Linked DNA regions of Triticum aestivum: region 2 is linked to region 1. The links are chromatin contacts, called in public Hi-C maps. All regions are on one chromosome and are shown on one strand. Each heading gives the region's core, a stretch centred on a gene start, on an enhancer-like site or on the middle of the called end of the contact. The rest is flanking DNA. Distances are from core to core; before and after follow the strand shown. Region 1 holds the start of LOC123068671. Region 2 holds the start of LOC123068675 (C-type lectin receptor-like tyrosine-protein kinase At1g52310).

Region 1 (2,700 bases), core at 123-2,622:
CGTCCCGTTTAGGTGGTCCTATGCTATGTTTTTTTATAACAATGCGTCCGCAGCTCCGTACAGTCTCAAGCTTCGATGGTTGTCAAGGTGGTATTAATCCATTGCTCATATAGGTCTCTTCCCGTATGTGTTTGCTGGTATGGGCCGCCTCCTCTCCATTGCTTCTGGGCTTGTGCAGTTGTTGGGCCTGCTCGGGCTACATAATATAGCAAAAAAATAATGTCGCGGCAGGGATTCGAACCTTTGACGTCTCCGAACTTAACCACAGTTGTATTGTAACCAACTAAGCTAGATCCATCTTATGATATATATGGTGGCTTCGCTTAGTATTAAATAGTCCCACCTCGCTCCTTTAGAGTAAAATTTACCAATTTATATATGACTGTGAGTTTAGTAATAAGAAAGAGTGGCCAATAAAGGAAGGAGAGGGATACATGCACGGCATGCATTTATCTGCGTTGGTCAAAACTGGCTCGTGACTCATGCGAGATGTGCTGCCTTACATGCATAGCGGCTTGGTGGTCCATGGTTCTCTAATCAGAGAATAATCACGCCGAGAAAACGTCCTCATGAATGGACATGGTTGACGACCTGGGTTCCCGGTGGATAAAAAACGAGTACATCAAAGGAAAGTTTTCTTGTTGCATTTAATTTTACTGGCTGATTTTATAACAATTCAGATTTTTGTATGAATTTTACTGAATTGACACATCTTGGCTTTGAGAGAATTTTTATTTTGTAGCAACCGATGTGCATCAATGAGTAGCTCGCAGAGGGCGGTCCTCACATCTACCTTCACAAGTTTAGGTTTTTGAAGTTATATAAATGTTGCTTTGTTTTTTTAGCAAGGTAGAAACATTACTTTGTTGGCACGGTTCAAAGATAATGTGATGGTCCAAGCTTGTCGCCTTGGGTTAATCACTTTCGAAGCACCGTGGCCACGTGAACAGCCACCGTTCCTAGAGGTGGGAAGGAGCAAAAACATAGGTGCTTCCATGGACTATTTGTGGGGTGGTGGTGGTGTTCGCCAGAGGGGTAGGGGTTGTGATATTTTTTCTCCCATTGCAACGCACGGGCATGTGTGCTAGTACATAATAAAGAAAAAACCAATTCAAGGAACCTTCTAGAAGTTTTTCAAAACCAGAAAAAACCAGCTGGGAACCTCTAGAAGGTTCCCAAAACCGGGGACGTTGGAACGTTTAAACGGGCCGGCCCCGTTGCGTCGCTGCTCGGTCGCTCTCCTATGCGAAACGCCGACAGTTTGACATAGCGAGCGGCAAATAGCATTTTCCTGCCTGGACCACCCTACTAGAAATTTCCCAAACCGCCTCGAGCACCCGATCCCAATCCGAGGCTCCCAACGGTAATATCTTCGCGCCGCGCCGCGTTGCCGACCGACCGACCGCCCCCTCCTGTCCTGCCCACCCGGCCCGGATCCAACCCCAACCCACCACCAGCAGCTCCATTCCCCTCCGGTCTCCGCCGTCCGCCGAAGCCGCCTCCGGCAAGGACCCGGCCGGCGACGCTGCCTCTTCCCCGGCGGGCCGCCCGCGGCCACGCGCGCCCTCCCCGCGCTCTGGCCGTGGCCGGTCTGCTCCTCCCCTCTTCGCCCGGGGCCTCGGGTCGTGCCTCTCGCCTCGCCTCCTCGCGTCTGGTTCGGATTCGCTCGTCCTCGATTCGCCGCCCGTTTAGGTTTAGAACCGCACAAGATTTTGTTTCTGCTCGTGCTCTATTCGTCAGTTTGGAGTCGCGCCTGCTCTGATTTTGCTCATCCTCGCTGTCGCCCGTTTGGGGTCGCGTTCGGTTCGATTTTGCTCGTCGCCTTCGTCCGTTTAGAGTCGCCGTCCGGTTCGATTTTGCTCGTCGCCGTCGTCCGTGTGGAGTCTCCGTCCGGTTCGATTTTGCTCGTCCTTGACGTCGTCCGTGTGGAGTCGCGTCCTATTCGATTTTGCTCGTCTTCGCCGTCGTCCGTGTAGAGTCGCGTCCGGTTCGATTTCGCTCGTCCTCGTCGTTGTCCCGATGCGCTCGCGTGTTCTTGGTCCGTCTCGCCTCGTCGGGGGTCTCCGTCTCATTTGCGAACTAGCAATTCTTTCTTTCTGCGTGCGATTCTGTTATCCGAGAGGCACTCCGGGTCCTGGGTTCCGTGTTCGCGTCGGTTGCAGGAACGAACGAGGTCTGGTTTAGAAATTGGATTACGGCCGGAGACGGGGAGCGATGTTCGTTTATCGTGCTAGTTCAGACCGGTTCCTCAGTTACGTCACCTGCGATGCTCTCTTGTGATACTCTCTCAATTCTTGGCCCTCTGTCAGTTCTTGTTGGCCCTCTGTCAATTCTTAAGTTCCAGGGTCCGCTAATTCTTGAGTTCTTGTTGTACTAGTTAGGCCTTAGGCGTGTGTGCTCTCATCTTAGGTGATTTCCTAGTTCTGATGGTGTATACTGTTTATGTTCTTTCCAATTTGTTTCTTTTTTATCATGCTTTGCTTTGTTTTGCCTGCTGCTTGACTAATTGAACACCTGCTGCTTGACTAATTGAACACCTGCTGCTGCTACTGTTGGACAAAGGTTCCTTCTTTTCTTCCTGGTTTTGCTATTTCCATCGAAGTACTCATAGGAGTTCTAGATGAGCTGCTGCTAGTTAGTTCCCCTTAGACTACATTCTAGATTGCATAGCATAACTCAAGAATTTTGTCATTGCACATA
Region 2 (2,700 bases), core at 155-2,654, 220 kb before region 1:
GACTCACCGTGATTCATCATGCAAATCAGCCCATGTGACTCAGCACACTTCTTTCCGGTAAGTGCAGTGTGCTTACTGGTCACCAAAGTGCACATATCGTCACTGGCGGCTAGACCGCAGCGAGCACCGGTGCAATTGGGATGCAACGGCTCACCGGGAAAGGCGGTCTCGTTCCAAGAAGACGAATTATCAGACCATTTCCAGCCACCAACACTACCAGTGGTGTTGTGGCGACGCCCTCCAACCCAGCACCCGGAGGAGGCAGCTCCACAGAGAGACCTTGCGAAATTCAGCTCCTGAACTGATGATAATGCAGCCAGATGACCGCTGAAGTTGCGGCAGAGAGCTTCGGATCCGTCCCAGGAAAGGGAGCTTGAGATGTGCATGAAGCATTTTAGCCGGTCAGGACTGATTTGCCAACCGTCAGGGCATGACGCTGCAGAAAACAGAAAGTATTGAGATTAATAACCTTATGGGAAATATCATTGGATTGGCAATGGCATCTAGAGCCTCTTAAAACAGTTATACATGTGGATGCATACATGCCTGATGTCCTATTGCCAATTTCTGTCTTTCTTTGCAAGGTATGGCCAACTCATCTGCCCAAAATGGGCTGTGGCTGGCTTGCCAACCAGAAAGAGTCGAGCCATTTCAAGTACATATGATCGGTTTCTGACAGGAGCATAATCTAGAGCGCACGTTTTGTGCCAGATGCAGCACTAGAGTAAACCATTAGGGAATATTATATTATACGGATCTAGCCGCTGACGCTTGATAGTTGTGGCACACCAGCACCAGCCACCAGTATATATATCAGATAGGGGGAACGAGGTGCCGCAGATTTGCTGTTTTTGTGCCGGCCTTGGTGAAGCAAAATCACATGTTTTGGCGAAGCCGGGAGACAAATTTATTTAAGTATTTATCTTCTGATTTGTGTGCGCCCTTTGCAAAGAAAAGATACATATGACAAAATTATTATCAATCAGACCTTGCAGACGAGAGTGAGGAAAAATAGCTCGACTCCGAGCTGGTCAGGCGCTCGGCTCTCGCGAGGAACAAGCAAGGCAGGAACACACTCCTAGGGAAGAGGTCATGGATCTATCTAGAGTGAAGGGGGTGAAAGAGAAGACGGTGGCAGTATACTCACGGGTGTGAGCCAGCGCGGGCGCGGCGGCGGAGAGGAGCAACGCGGCGAGGACGAGGGCGAGGGGCATGGCCATGGCCGCCCCCTTGCTCCGGTGGTCGGTCTCCCGTCCTCCGAGGGGCGGCGTTTCTTTCTGCTTTGTTCTCACTGGGAGTTCGCACTGGGATGGATGGGAAAGGAGGAGAGGAAGAAGGGAACGGGTGGGCCCACCGTCTTGACTACTCGCCATTAATTCCACTGCCCACCTCACCTGGCCCCTGCCTGCCTCCAGTCGCTGTTGCTATACCCTTTTTACTCCACAGTTTTTCTTTTGAGATAATTTTTTTCACCGGCTCGGAAGCACACGCTCCCGCGCATCAAAAATATTTTTCTACAAGATGTCAAATGTCTGAAAAAAAATTATATGTGTTAATGGCCATATATTTTTTAATATAATACTTACACTCATCACTCTGAACACATACATGCACACTCTAACTCTGTGAACGCCTCCAAGAGATTGAGCCGCCCTATCATACTGAGATTGATAAAAGTCATCATATGCGGCTCGTAGTCGAGTCGACCGGATGTCTCTTTCCATGTAAATGTTGCTCGCAAACATTTAGGGAAAGACTTAAGCATTTTGACCTGTTAAAAGAAACAAGTCGAACACGAAATGGTACTCTTAATTTTGTTTGTTTCACTGACGAAGCACTGGTATTCCGTTACAAAAAAAAAATTCAAGCACAAACATGCTTGTTACACTAACATAAAAATCTACACAACTAAAGAACATGGAATCTAAAAAAACAGTTTTTTTTTAAAAAACTTACTATTTATTTAGAATTTATTGTTCATCCAGGAGCATATGCTCCCTAGATCCGAAATAGACTCCAGAATATCACATTGTATTGATATTGCAAAATCATCCAATCACTATGAGCTATGCCATGCTTGTATGAAATATAAATTTCAAATATCCATTAATGGTATATATTTACCTTTTTTATCTTGTGGAAAATAAATGGATTGTCACATTACGAGATGACTGATATGACAAAGGTGGGCATTATCAATAAAAGGGGTATCATCTTATCAAAGGATTTGGGTCTTAGCTACTTGCTAAACTACACGGCAATCTATACCAAAGATAGCATTTTATGCGTATAAAATAATTTTGTAAAGTATAATCTAAGTATAGGGGTTGACATGGTCAAAGCGGATGCTTGTCTGGCTCAGCAAGGTCTTCAAACTTCTCTGATCCCTCTTTGTAAGTTTTGTTTCGGATCACGTTCTAGTAGTCGAAAGTAAAATCAATAGCAAATAAACCACACAATAAAAACATGAAACATAAAGTGCTCAGAAAACCATGAAACCACTTCTGTCAAATAGGTATGGTCTAGAGAAGAATATTGGGAAAAAATCTGGGTTTATAGACATGGAAAATATTTTATGAATTTTTAAAGATGGATTTAATATGAAGAATACGGGTTTTATCACGTACAGCCCAGGAAAGCCCCATAGAAAAATGATATAACTACTCTATTAAAATTTGCCATGAATTTAGAAGCATATGG

What was found. A called contact is a pair of places that touch in the nucleus more often than the background predicts.
Region 2: a contact with region 1 is called in a Hi-C map of leaf, with 4 times the contacts expected there. The contact joins the promoter of LOC123068675 here to the promoter of LOC123068671 in region 1. A contact is called at or near these places in 2 of 5 Hi-C or Micro-C datasets (both in leaf).

The regions. Positions count from the first base shown.
Region 1 is chr3B:73,712,101-73,714,800 of IWGSC CS RefSeq v2.1, reverse strand. LOC123068671 reads left to right here and starts at 1,372. Exons shown (of 16, transcript XR_006431950.1): 1 at 1,372-2,700.
Region 2 is chr3B:73,932,918-73,935,617 of IWGSC CS RefSeq v2.1, reverse strand. It overlaps LOC123068675 (C-type lectin receptor-like tyrosine-protein kinase At1g52310), which reads right to left and starts at 1,404. Exons shown (of 4, transcript XM_044491287.1): 1 at 1,148-1,404; 2 at 8-436. The coding sequence starts at 1,373.